Linked DNA regions of Zea mays: regions 1 and 2 are each linked to region 3. A link is a contact called in public Hi-C data. All regions are on one chromosome and are shown on one strand. Each heading gives the region's core, a stretch centred on a gene start, on an enhancer-like site or on the middle of the called end of the contact. The rest is flanking DNA. Distances are from core to core; before and after follow the strand shown.

Region 1 (4,456 bases), core at 586-3,085, 210 kb before region 3:
CAAACAAGGAGCTTGCTGTTTTGAAGGACATAGCATTCACAGTGTACAACAAGGCACGACGAATCCCACGGGCTGTCTCCACAAGCGATATGTTCCAGTCACCAACTTATTTGGGTAGATCTCAGTCCACAATGATGCATGTTACATCTCCTGCTCCTACTCTTTGGAAGGAATGTTTAGTTCCTCGAATGTCTGGGCCAACTCTCTCTCGAGAAACCGATTTTGATGCATCCATGAGGTCGGCAACATGGGATAACTCATGGCAGCCTGCTCGTTCGGGAGGACTTCTGGACCCAAGTAAGCTGCCTGATTTATGTGCTCAGGATGATAGGAAATATGCCTTTGAGCCACTTTTCATACTAGCAGACCCTGGGTCTGCCGATCTTAATGCTTTAATGGAACCATCAAAATCTGGAGCAGATGCATCTGGCAGCAGGGTATATGGCTCAATTTCAGGAAGTAACTCTGATAGTGGAGTGAGCCCTCTACTCGACGTATCTGAGAGTGACAGTGCAGCAAGTCTTCATTGCTGTTATGGTTGGACTGAGGACTGGCGATGGCTAGTGTGCATTTGGACAGATGCTAGAGGAGAATTATTGGACAGCTTAATATTTCCTTTTGGTGGTATTAGTAGCCGCCAAGACACTAAAGTTCTCCAAAGCCTTTTCATCCAAATTCTACAGCAAGGCTGTCAAATAATGTCGTCTTCACCTGAGGCTAGCAATATGAGACCACGAGATGTCATAATAACTCGTATCGGAGGTTTCCTTGAGCTTGAAATCCAAGGTACTCACTTGTTTTTATCAGGAACTGAGATACCTTCTGTTTCGAGACTAACGCGATGATCTAATATGTTTTGTCCGCAGAATGGCAGAAGGCAATATACTCTTATGGTGGCAATGAAGTGAAGAAGTGGCCTGTGCAGTTACGGCGATCCATACCTGAGGGTATTCCACCTAGTTCAAATGGTCCTACGCTCCAGCAGCAGCAGCAGCAAGACATGGCCTTAATTCAAGATAGAAACATGCCTTCCTCACCAAACCCTCTGTATAGCCCTCATCCAAAATCAAGCTTCATGAAAGGTGCACTTGGACAATCTGGCAACAAAAAACAGATCCTTGTGGAACAAAGTGGAATGGACACTTCAAGGGGATCACTGCACTTAGTTCGTAGCATCAGTTTGGTTGCAGTTTCCCAAGATCATTCGTTGCATCTCACATGCCAAGCAGATCTACTGAGCAGACCTGCTTCAGCTGGTAAGCACCTAGACCAACACAGATTAAAAATTCATTTCAATGTTTTTCAAGGAGATCAATGGTAAAAGATATTAAACTTGGAACACTTTTTACAGGCGAAGGGAGTCAAGGCAGCAGTGGCCCTTGGAGTTACCTGGAAGGTTTCACTCCAGTGAAGTCCATTGGGTCAATGTCAGCGTCACACTCGTACCTTCTAGTTCCTTCGCCAAGTATGAGATACCTCTCTCCTGCAACATTACAGCTCCCGACATGCCTCACATCGGAGTCACCGCCGCTTGCCCATCTACTGCACAGCAAAGGGACTGCGATTCCTTTAGCGATGGGCTATGTCGTCTCGAAAGCCGTCCCACCTGTTAGGAGGGACTCTGCACAACTCACCAAGGATGAACAGCCCTCTGTTCTCTCAGTCAGCATCATCGATCACTATGGAGGCAGCAGTGGGACTGTTCAAGAGAAGATGAGCCGAGGCGGCGGCGGCGGCAGCAAACAGGCAAGGAACTTGAGTCAGGAGACAACAGGTCGTGAGTGTGAGATGGAGATGCATAGTGTGCTGGAAGCTGTGGCCGCGGAGCTTCACTCTCTGTCTTGGTTGACAGTAAGCCCGGTGTACACAGAAAGGCGCACAGCACTGCCCTTTCACTGTGACATGGTCCTAAGGATGCGGCGGCTTCTACACTACGCAGATAAGTATCTATCTGAACCTAAGGGAGAGACAACTCACTAATTGTCATGTACAATTAATATCTAGCTAGGTAGGTATGTGAGGGCACATTTGACGAGCTTTGTAGACTGATTTTGCAATAACCCTGATAACTTACAGGTGGATGCTGTAACCTTTTTCTCTTTTTTTAGGTCTGTATTGTTTGTCGACACAAGATTTGAGATATGATTCCGTTTGTTGACTGTATTAATCAGAATTACAAGTACAGCGTTTACTGGGATTGCCGTGCCCTACTGCGACGACGTTTTTTTTTCCTTTAATCAGAAATACTTGTAAAATCAAAATCATCTCTCCGCTACGGCTATTGCTCACACCCCCTGGCTGGAATAGGCAGCTTAAAACCCAGGTAAAACTGACAGGTCCGCAATCCCCTTGGGCAAACTCTCAATCTTCCTCAGCAACGTTAGCCGGTTGTTGCGAACTCTCTCGTCTTCCTGCGCATAATATACACCATCATCACTCTCACTCATCAGCACAAGTTAAGTTTTTCAAGGGCCTCACAAAACTCACCGCCATCACGAAGACACTATTGAAGAAATCTTCTAGGGGTTGTATCAGGATAAGAGAAGCATCCACAAAGGTCTTAATATCAACACCTACAGAATGGGTAGTTGGAGGAATCAGACAAATGAACATTTAAATTGAAATGAAAAATGGATATGAAAAACATGTACCAGGATGGATCTTATCAGCAACCTCCAAGTAGGCGCTCCACAAAACTTTCTCTTCATCTTTCTCAAATACGTGTGGGTCAACCTACACATAAAATCAGAGGCAGGAGAGAAATACCGCATAGTCAAGACTGGTGATGGGGTAGTTGCGAGTCAAAAACTTCACCATAATTTGAACTGAAATCACAGTTTATGAATTATGATGGTACATGTTTAAAACAGTACCTCCAAAGCAGACTCAATTTCTTTTCCACGGATGATCCTTGTTGGCCTTGAATACGCTTCAACGATTTTTTGAAATGTTTCTGTTCTCGAAAATGCTTCCATCTGCAAGTGTCCGCACAAACAAAAACTATTTGTATTTTGTAGAATCTTTGGGGACGGATAGGTGTGTGGGGCACATAACATCTTACTTCGGTCGCTGTTTGTGCTGCTAGATAAGGGCAGTTTGCACGCTCCATAAGCACTGATCGGACTATCTCGCAGTTAATTCCCTCATCCACCTGATGGCAATGACAAGAAGAAATGCCACTTTCAAAAGGGCAATGGATTCCATCGACCAGTTTGATGACATGGAGCAAAATGAGTTCTAAATGAAATGCAGATGTATCCGTTCCGGCGCTGGGTCTGCCCCATAACAGTTGGAGAAATAATGATAACCATCCCAACAATTTTTTTTTGTTTCCATGAAAAATATACCAGTGTGTGTACCACTGTATCTCTATCCCTAGCTAACACCCACAATGAAAAACCTAATATGTGTATACTCAACTGTCATTAAAGATCAAGATAGATAATATGTACCAGAAGCTGTTCCAGTCTCCTTGTGACGAACTGTACTGCCTAAAAAGGATTTTAAATCTGTCAGGAACCCTATACTAAACAAACATAGTACATAAACATTATCTGAAATGCATACTGACCTCATCTATAACATCACTCTCTATTGCTATGGGTTGCACCCCTGCCAATAAGGTGAGAGCTCGTCTGAGGTCAAAGCTCTTTTTGTTCTCAACTAATATTTGGACCTAGATAAAACACATGTGAGAAAGTTTCATGTGATGATATTTGGGCCTTTATCTAACTCCCTTACCAATCCATAAGAGACCCTTCGAAGTCCAAATGGATCATTGGTAGAACTTGGCTGGCATCCAGCTCCAAACAATCCAACTAGGCTATCCAATCTGTGAAACAAATGAGAAAAGGGTAGCAGCTTAGCTTGAATAAATTCTCGGACAAATGAAATGCAGTACTACCCGGAAGTTATAACTGAGGCATGTTCGGTTAGCACTCAATCCATGTGGATTGGAGGGGATTGAGTGGGTTTAAATCCATAGCAAGTCAAAATCTCTCTTAATCCATCCCAATCCACATAGGATAGAAATAACCGAACAAGACCTGAGTAAGCTACATTTGCATGCACAAGTACCTATCAGCAACCGCAAGAACTATACCAGCATCTGTTCTTGGAAACACATCACCCGAAGACCGAGGGAGTGTTATCTCAAATAGTGCTTCTGCAATCTTTGACATGAATATGTAATCAGCCAACAGAATGCTAAGACAAGTCCTGTCTTGTTGGTTGTAAATAAGAAAGTCTTATGTAGTCCTTTGTAGGCCAAAACTTCTCCTGTTATCGTAGGCTCTTCACTGATCTAGTGATAGTGTTTAGAGTCTAGATAGCGTTCTGGCCGTGGTTGGTCTTTTGGTGGTCTTACCGTGTGATGGCGGTTGTTACAAACTTTCCTATTTCTTAATGAAATAGGGGGCTTCGCCCCTTCGTAAAAAGAAAAAGAATGCTAAGACAA
Region 2 (4,338 bases), core at 824-3,323, 170 kb before region 3:
CGGCAATCAACCAAGGTCCAAAACAAACAGCCCTAAAGTCTCTCAATTCTTAAAGAAACAACATCTTATCACTGTTACTTTGAGGGCCATAAACACAAGTTAGCCACCAGCAACGATTATGTTCATTGCAGAATTGAATTGAGATGTTGTGTCTGTCAATCCTAGTCAACCCAGTCACACCAAGGTGGCGCTTCCAAGCGACCAGGATGCCACCACTAGCACCACTAGACGGTAGAAAGGAGAACTGGCAGAAGTCCGAACCCAAGGCTGCTAGAATAGTTCTTGTAGAGATGACTACCATTTTAGTTTCCTGGAGACAAACCACATTAGCTTTAGAGGACAAAACCAGATTCCGAACTGAGCTTTGACGATCAGCAGAGTTTAAACCCCTCACATTCCAACATATAATCTTGCCCGGATCCATTACAAACAATTATAGGAAGGCGACCCAAAAAGAAAACAGACACTCCCTATTTCAAACTTCACTCTGCAAACAATGCAAAACAGTACTTTGCACGGCTAAATACATGACCTGCTGGAGATGGTCTAAGAGGGCGTTTGGCACCAAGAGGAAATATGCAGACCAAACAGCTGTGTGGTCCCAATGTGATTTTAGCAAGAGTCATGAAGTAATACACACTATTTGATTAGTTCTACCTGCTGAAAATATGTGAACTGTGTGATTTCCATGCCATCCATCCAAACCTCCCAGCCCAGTCCCCAAGCACCAAGAACCTGTCATGAATAAGAAATTTGTTGGAGTTTACTTAGCCAGATAACATGTGCTGGCGTAAAAAGAAAGAACACCGAAAAGAAGGTAAAAGTTCACCGGACTCTCCCAGTTGTCTTCAACGAAGCGGATGTCATGTTCATGGATGTTAATACCTGTGAGACAAACAACTCGACCAATCACTGACTCCATTTATATATTCATAAAAAATGTGAAAGAGGGAAACATAGAACATCATCATGTACCAATTGGGACTTCCATTAATTAATACCAAAAAGTAAAAATATTCATCACATTAGTCTTCCTTGGTTGTGCAAAGCGTCTAGTAGAACTGAAGGGAAGGCGGATAGTATTATTTAGCAATACCTATTGCTGAAAGGCTGTGCAGAAAGAGATCTTGCGAATTTCCAGGATCAGGCTTCAGAATTACCTATTGATAGGAATGGTTAACTACCTGGAATCAGGTACGGGTAATGGTTTGACCAATCAAATAAAAAAAGAAAGACGAGACAAAAAAGAAGCAAAAACTTGAGTCAACCTGAAACTGAGTATGGCGCTGAAGCCTATTGGGATTGTCCCCATAGCGACTGTCGTCTGGTCTTATACTTGGCTCCACGTAACTTGAGAATCAAAATACATGCAGTACAACAAACAGTTAAAAGAAAAAGGAAAGGTAGCACTGTAGTAGCCTCTGTCAATGTTTTGATAGTTCACAGTTAGGATGAATGATGAGAAGGCAAACTTACGCGACATTCCATGGCTCAGGACCTAAGACCCTAAGAAATGTGAGAGGATTCATTGTGCCCGCTCCAACCTGGATTTGATGCTAGTAAGTGTCGGGTAATAAGTAACAAACAAGGCGGGAGAAGCAAAGCAGCAGGTTACCTCGGTGTTGCTACACTGCATGACGGCGCATCCTACGGAGGCCCAGTACTCCTGTGGAATCGCAATCGGATTTGAAGAGGGGTGGGGTGGGTGGTTAGTCGTGAAATTTGATTCGTGCTGCGAACGAAACGAACCTGGAGGCGCTGGATGGCCTGCTGGAAGGTGAGGACGGAGGAAGCGGAAGAGCCCCGTTGGTTGGCAGCGGACACGGTGGAGGAGGTGGAGGCGTCGCCGTCTGCGGCGGATAGGGGGAGGCGAGGGCGTCGGCATGGGCGGTGGCGAGGAGCACAGAAGCGGATGGAGGCTGGAGGAAGCAAAGCGGAGGGCGCCGTTAGTAGCGGGGTGTGCCGGGAGGCGGCGGTGGGGGAGAGGAGGGGAGGCGGAGGAGCCATCATCAAGGTGGGGAGTGCCTGCCAGGTGGAGGTAGAAGAGGATAAGGGAGGAGGAGACGGACAGGCTGTTGCAGCAGCAGAGGCGGGAAAGAAGAAGATGGTACGTGGAGGCTGGATACGTCTTCCCTCCAGTGAAGACGTACTACAACTTCACTCTCTGTGGCGCATCAATGATAAGAAAAAGAAAAAGAAACCACCGGTCTGCTGGCTAGAGATAGAAAATGAGGATAGAAGTTTCTTCTTTTCATGGAGATGTAAACGAGATTTTTTTCCTCTCCACAGGTACACGAGGATAGGATGAGAAACATTTTCTATCTCTGTTTTCCACGAGGACCCGCTAAATTTATATGTGACGACGTTTTCATCGTATAATAATATAATAGTTAATGATAAAAATAAATAATTACATTATTAAAAGATTACTTATTATATAAATATGTTTATTTTAATGTACACATACTAATTTTTTTACATCTGATAATGTGTATAGGAGACAATGTTTAGGGGAGAGGGATCCGGACAGAGATTTATCCTTGCGAGGAACGGGGATGGAAAAAATATCCCCCACAAGTGTTCGCGGTAAAAAAAATCGTCACGGGAACAAGGATAGAAAGCTAAAACCCGACATGAATTTCCATGGCCATTCCTAGTTGGAGCGCATCATCATCTACTTTGCTCTACTACAATCTATGTACGTATCATCTATTCTATAGAATGTAGCTAAGCTAACCATTCTAATACAGTGATAGATGAAGTACTAAAACTAGCACAGTAGTAGCAGTGACTAGCATTCCATGCAGTGGCGGGTCTAGGATTTAACCATAGGGTATGCGATACAAAAATGCCTTATGCAATTCGGTAAACAATTTTATGATTCGGTAAAACAATATTCGAACTTGATAAAACCATATACAATACGACAACAATTTTTGATATAAATTGTTCAAATGAAATACTATATTATGTACATATATATACCATGTATACTATATACATTATACTGGTTCTGCAGGGTATGCCAGTGCATACCCGGCATACCCCTTGGATTCGCCGCTGATTCCATGCCTGCTGCACCAATTCAGTCTAGGATTCCTTCATTCATTCAGGGGCTGATTGGTTGCCTGTGTGCGCTCGTGCAGGACACGTTGGATACAAGTTTTAGACATGCCGGTGTGTTCGGTTGCTTGAACAAATGTCCGAGCCAGACTACGCTCGTGCAAAGTACCCATCTCATCTAGGCCCGTCAGATACGTCCAGAATCTCCGTTCCTGGAGAGCCAGACTTCCCTCGTTCCGTCCTCTCGCAGCTCTATCCTCGCGTGGAGCTCACACTAAGGTTGTCGCTGCCTCGCCTGGAGCTCGCGCTAGGGCCAGGGTCCTCTCACAGCAGCCTCTGTCCTCACCTGGAGCTCACGCTAGGGTTCCTCTCGCAGTCGTCGCTGCTGAGGTCAGACTCTGCCTTCTCCTCTCACCCTCCAGCTCTCTCCCTTTCCCATCTCCTCTCGCCCTCCAGCTCTCCCTCTCCTGTTTCCTCTCCTCGCTCCGAACACTGGCTCGGGCCGTCCCGATCTGCCCATGCTGGCGCCGCCGCCTCATGCCTGGTTCGCTTTCTGGTTAGAGACGTCGCGACGTGATGTTTGGAGGAAGGGGGATCCGGCGGCGGGGCATTTAGTTTTGGGTGGTCTGATTTGGCTATAACATGTGATTGTCTGCTTCAGAGCTCATTGTTATGGGCTAGGTACTAGTTATGGATCTGAATGGGCTCATAGATCCATAGCGAATTAGGAATGCCCAGTTCTTGCCTAGCAGGATGCGTCGATTGGCTCACATTTGAGGCTCGGGATCCTCTGATTGGTTCATGTAGCTTCACTTTTGAGCTCGATGAAAGCATCTAGGCCCCTGGTTGGTTTTAGTGATTAATGACAATATAATGTTATATGTGACTAACGTATGTTTTGCAGAGACAAATGGTAAGTTAGGTCGCATTACAGGTAGAAGTACTACAACGGTGAAAACAATCCCGGAGATAAGAACTCGAAGCGACGGCTAAAACGATGAAACAAAAGGTGAAGGACTACATAGTCCGAGTGTCAAGGAGTTGTGGACACTCATGATTTAGTTAGGTCTTTTATTTTGTTTTAGTCGTACTATAAAGAGGGGTTGTCGATGAGTAGTTTGACCAAGAGAGTTCTAGTGTAGTGTTGTTGCATATTCACACTCACATATAGTGTTAGGTGATACTCTAGAACATACACTCAAGTTAGAACAAAAACCGATTTGAAAACAGCACAAAACAGAGAATAGGGTTTATGGCCTTGGGGCACCGGACTGT
Region 3 (4,763 bases), core at 1,449-3,948:
TTCTTTGGGGGTGACTGTGGACAGTTGACCTTCTGAAGCCAGATACAACAGTGATCTTCCGCAACGCTAAGATTGACATGTTCAAGGGTACCATGAGGCTGGTGGTGGACAAGTGGGGGCGGATTGAGGTGACTCAGCCTGCTGATTTCAAGGTGAACCAAGACAACAACATGTCGCTGGTGGAGTACGAGCTGGTGGATGTGGACGAAGAGGAGTGACCAGAAACGAAGTCGGGCTGTGGACATATATTTTGGTTATGGAGGCGGTAGCGTTAGGCTCCTATCTAGCTATTGTTATCCTGGACCGCTGGCGATTGGGACTTTGTTTTAAGTTTATCTTGAAGAAGCATGTCGAATTATGTACAGCAGCAGCAGGTCTCTGTCTGACTGATGCTTTACGTTTCCGTGACGCTTTGACTCTTAATGCTAGTACTACCTTTTTTTTTCTATCTCACGATGGGTGTATTTGCGAATCCATTTGAGCTGGCAGCGCCTGTTTGGGTTTCGTGGTATGGTATGGTGAAAAAATGAAGGTGGTGATGCTCCCTCCCCCTCCCCCTGTAGTGCTAGTTCAGAAATATGCTTATGGTCGGCTCTGTCCTTGTGATCTGAATCTAACTGGGTGGTTGGTTTACGATCCATACATTGACGTTGTTGTTCAGTAAATCGGCATAAATTTATGACTGACCTGTGGCGTCATACTCTGGGACCAGGAACAGCTCTGGGTATAAGGAAGGAAAGTGAAATGGGTACAAGCCAAGCCGTTCGTCTGGTCGGATCCCGTGCCGCTGCCAACCGACGACCAACCTCTGCCGCCCGCACATCGACCCCATCAATCTCCATCCGTACGGTATGGATTCTAGCCAGTTGCCCACGCTTATTCTCATCTAGGTGTAGGTGACATTCCCTAATCCATATCATTTTCAGTAGTGGTTTGTTTGCATTTTCATTTTCCCCCCTAATCTTTTCTCTTTTGGCTTATGAAGAGCCCCAACTGCATACTGGCCTCAATGTACAGACTGCTTTCTGGCCTCAATCTACACTGCCTTGTTGAGGAGCTCATTTCAGGAAATCAAGAGGTGGCCTCTGGTTCAATTCTGTATTATGACCCTACCAATGTCCATTCCTAACAAGATCGACATCACTTACCCCACTAATCCATCGACACCACTCAGCAAATTGACAGTGCTGATAATTTCTCACCTCTCTCGTTCCTTGTACACAGATCACTATACCTCTCTTGCAGTTCAAACTAGACTATATTGTATATTAGCTCTAGTACATTTGGATACACGTGACTCTGATTAAACTAGCCTTCCCTCCATATTTGATGAAAATGTCAAATCCAGACTCCAAATCACGTTCATCTTCACTTTAGCCCTAGCTGTAGAGTTTTCTAATGGAATCCATCATCACATTTGCGATGACTTGGTTCGTCCTCTCTGTTGAATGGACAGCATCCCAGTATAGGTACTTGCTATGCTAGGGTCTCCACATGTTCTTCGCCCTTGGCATGTTTGCCCAACTTCAATCACCCCCGATCCGCAGAACCCTCTTGATACTTCTGTTAGGCCTACCATTCCCAAAACTCAATTAGCCAGATCATAAAATTATATATGTATTTCTTGTGCCTGAGGTACATACAAGATAGAGAACTGCTGCATACCAAAGGCATTAGGATCCACCGTCGCATCATGCATAGTGAGTGTTCTATGAGTAAAATTAGCTCTTAGTTAAGTATCTCAGCTGCATGTCATCAAAGCTTTCAGTTAAGTATCCTAAACATTGGTAGAAGTTGAAGCTGTAGGGCAAGAAATCTGCCCTGGCTGTGGTGGGCAGATGGTTGTTTTTTCCAGGGTCCACGGTACAGCCCGTCCGTAGTGCGGTTGATCATCATTCCAGTTTGTGGAGGTGGTGGTGTTGGCCCAGGCGTTTGCTGATCTGCTGCTGGTGCTTCGGGGGACTGTGGTGCAGTCTCCGGTGCGTCTGCTGCTGCTGTTCTTGGCAGTGCAACTCGAGTAGCATAGCAGCTGGAAACCCCCCATGGGCTCATAGCTTGTGTTGTAGTATGGGTGTGCAGTATGAAAATTCCCATGTGTGTGTGTCTCTCTCTCTCTCTCTCTCTCTCTCTCTCTCTCTCTCTCTATATATATATATATATATATATATATATATATATATATATATATATATATATATATATATATATATATATATATATATATATATATATATATATATATATATATATATGCAAAAGTGTATGAGCAAAATAAATGCGGTGCCCTGTGAATCTCTCTCCCTTCCATAGGCGATTTAGTGCATGTCAGGTGGAGGCTGGTTTGGTTACTCTGGCCTCTGGGCTAGCTACTTTGTGTGAGCTTCCAAACTCGAGTAGTCAGTCAATGCTTTCTGTTCAAGTCAAGCTGCCACAGGCAAGCTATCTAGTCAACGAGACCAGCCACTGCAGTTGAGCTGAGTTTTTGGTGATGTTCAGTTCATTAATTCATTTACAGAAGTGGAAGCTGTTTCCATAGAGTTTGGAAGCTGTTTCCAGAGCAGAGCAGGGTGAAGCAATCAACAGCAGCTGGAGGGAGCCGCTGCTGAGCAATCCATCTGGATCGTTGCTTCCCTCATCGGACAGTCCAGATGAGGATATGTACAATGGCAGGTGGCAAGCAGTCAGCGGCAGGAGGCAAGTCGTGCCGTGCCGTCTGCTCCTTGCCTGCTCTGCTGGTCTCGCCGTTGCCGGCTTGCCCCGTCCGTGCGTCCATCTGTTTCCTCCTTGGATCCTCGACAAGCAATGGCCATGGAGGAGGAGCAGACACCACCCGAGCTGCGCTACCTCTCGGGCCTGGGCAACACCTTCACGTCGGAGGCGGTGCCGGGGTCGCTCCCCGTGGGGCAGAACAACCCGCTAGTGTGCCCGCTGGGACTCTACGCCGAGCAGCTCTCCGGCACCTCCTTCACCACCCCGCGCGCCCGGAACCTGCGCACGTACGTCCCTCTATCTCTCTCTCGCTCTGCCTTTCCACTTTCCATAGGCAATCACACAAGCTTCCCCTCCGTGGGGATAGAGATAGGGATGGGGATCGGATTCAGTTTGCTCCTTCTGTTATTACAGGTGGCTGTACCGGATCAAGCCGTCGGTGACCCACGAACCCTTCTATCCGCGGAACCCCACCAACGAGCGCCTCGTCGGCGAGTTCGACCGCACCACCACCGTCGCCACGCCCACGCAGCTGCGCTGGAGGCCCGCCGACGTGCCCCTCCACCCGGGCCTCGACTTCATCGACGGACTCTACACCGTCTGCGGCGCCGGCAGCTCATGCCTCCGACACGGATACGCCATCCACATGCATGTCCTCGATATGCCGCTGCTTACAATTGCAAGTAGCAACTAGTTGCTCGATCACTGAACCCCCCTCATGTACGCAACGCAACGCAGGTATGCTGCTAACAAGCCCATGGATGGATGCTCCTTGTGCAATGCGGACGGTGACTTCCTCATTGTTCCCCAGCAAGGAAGTAAGTTCCTCGGCTCGGTCATCACTCGCCACCACTCACTCCACTAGGCTAGTAGTAATCACATCACATGCTTCTGTTGCTTGGCCACCAACAAAATGTCCTGTTCGCGTCGCTTTCAGTGTTCCGGCAGTGCCACTCCATGCCCTTCCTGCCTTTATTATTGGGATCAAAGCGAAAAGCAAATGGGTTGCCCCATCGCTGTTGCATTCAGCAGCGCTTACCTTTCTTCTTTGTGGAAATGATGCACATGTTCACTATCTATCTTCCCAGGGTTATTTATCACAACCGAGTGCGGAAGGCTGCTGGTTTCACCCGGCGAGATCGTCGTGATCCCTCAAGGTCTCCGATTTGCTGTCGACTTGCCGGATGGCCCCTCGCGTGGCTATGTCTCTGAGATCTTCGGCGCCCATTTTCAGCTCCCTGATCTTGGCCCAATTGGTAATAATAAATTGTTTTGTCACACCGAGAACCCATACTTACCTAAACTGTGTGTGTGTGTGCAGGTGCCAATGGCTTGGCTTCGCCGAGGGATTTCCTTTCCCCGACAGCATGGTTTGAGCAGGAGCACCACCCTGGATACACAATAGTGCACAAGTATGGTGGCGAGCTGTTCAGCGCCACGCAGGATTTCTCTCCATTCAACGTGGTCGCGTGGCATGGGAATTATGTCCCTTACAAGGTGTGTTGTATGCCATTGTACACCTGTCTGCCATTGAGATGTGTGTCGCTGTTCACTCCACCCCCTTCTCTTTCAGTATGATCTGAGTAAGTTCTGTCCATTCAACACCGTCCTCTTGGATCATGGCGACCCGTCAGTGAACACAGGTGGGTGTCAGGATTGGGTTTTCTGTTCATTCCGCTGCTGCATCTTGAGGACTAATTAACCCAACAAATATTGATTCGCAGTTCTAACTGCGCCAACTGATAAGCCTGGCGTCGCGTTGCTTGATTTTGTAATATTCCCACCCAGATGGCTGGTTGCTGAGAATACATTCCGCCCACCCTACTACCACCGCAACTGCATGAGCGAATTCATGGGCCTCATCTATGGGATGTACGAGGTATCTATCTATCTATCTATCTATCTATCTATCTTATCTATCTATCTCTCTGGCAGTGGCAGCAGTCATGTGAAGAGATGTAAAGACGATGCACATCTGCAGGCTAAGGCCGATGGTTTTCTTCCTGGTGGCGCCAGCCTTCACAGCTGCATGACACCGCATGGGCCAGACACCA

The links. A called contact is a pair of places that touch in the nucleus more often than the background predicts.
Region 1: a Hi-C map of ear shows a contact between it and region 3, with 2.3 times the contacts expected there. The contact joins the enhancer-like site here to the promoter of LOC100192757 in region 3. A contact is called at or near these places in 2 of 25 Hi-C or Micro-C datasets (ear and tassel).
Region 2: a Hi-C map of leaf shows a contact between it and region 3, with 4 times the contacts expected there. The contact joins the promoter of LOC103638191 here to the promoter of LOC100192757 in region 3. A contact is called at or near these places in 3 of 25 Hi-C or Micro-C datasets (ear, leaf and tassel).

Annotation. Positions count from the first base shown.
Region 1 is chr9:30,394,821-30,399,276 of Zm-B73-REFERENCE-NAM-5.0, forward strand. LOC100279985 reads left to right here. Exons shown (of 23, transcript NM_001367120.1): 21 at 1-786; 22 at 867-1,256; 23 at 1,352-2,081. The coding sequence ends at 1,980. LOC103638191 (glycine--tRNA ligase, chloroplastic/mitochondrial 2) reads right to left here. Exons shown (of 37, transcript XM_008661180.4): 28 at 4,078-4,172; 29 at 3,742-3,832; 30 at 3,572-3,676; 31 at 3,453-3,491; 32 at 3,062-3,151; 33 at 2,874-2,975; 34 at 2,652-2,733; 35 at 2,488-2,573; 36 at 1,390-2,411; 37 at 1-1,264. The coding sequence ends at 2,313. Among protein-coding and RNA genes, the nearest start is that of LOC100279985, 21 kb to the left of the region's middle. Within about 2 kb of position 1,836, at least 15 of the 20 cell types and tissues checked have an H3K27ac peak or open chromatin away from gene starts, as enhancers often do. A contact at or near this core is called in ear and tassel, where this site is marked.
Region 2 is chr9:30,437,295-30,441,632 of Zm-B73-REFERENCE-NAM-5.0, forward strand. LOC103638191 (glycine--tRNA ligase, chloroplastic/mitochondrial 2) reads right to left here and starts at 2,074. Exons shown (of 37, transcript XM_008661180.4): 1 at 1,750-2,074; 2 at 1,616-1,666; 3 at 1,477-1,544; 4 at 1,269-1,350; 5 at 1,097-1,160; 6 at 830-885; 7 at 658-735. The coding sequence starts at 2,010.
Region 3 is chr9:30,606,430-30,611,192 of Zm-B73-REFERENCE-NAM-5.0, forward strand. LOC100192757 reads left to right here and starts at 2,699. Exons shown (of 8, transcript NM_001137955.3): 1 at 2,699-2,996; 2 at 3,124-3,357; 3 at 3,448-3,527; 4 at 3,798-3,965; 5 at 4,031-4,206; 6 at 4,283-4,352; 7 at 4,434-4,588; 8 at 4,691-4,763. The coding sequence starts at 2,803. It overlaps LOC100283190 (OB-fold nucleic acid binding domain containing protein), which reads left to right. Exons shown (of 2, transcript NM_001156092.2): 2 at 25-448. The coding sequence ends at 218.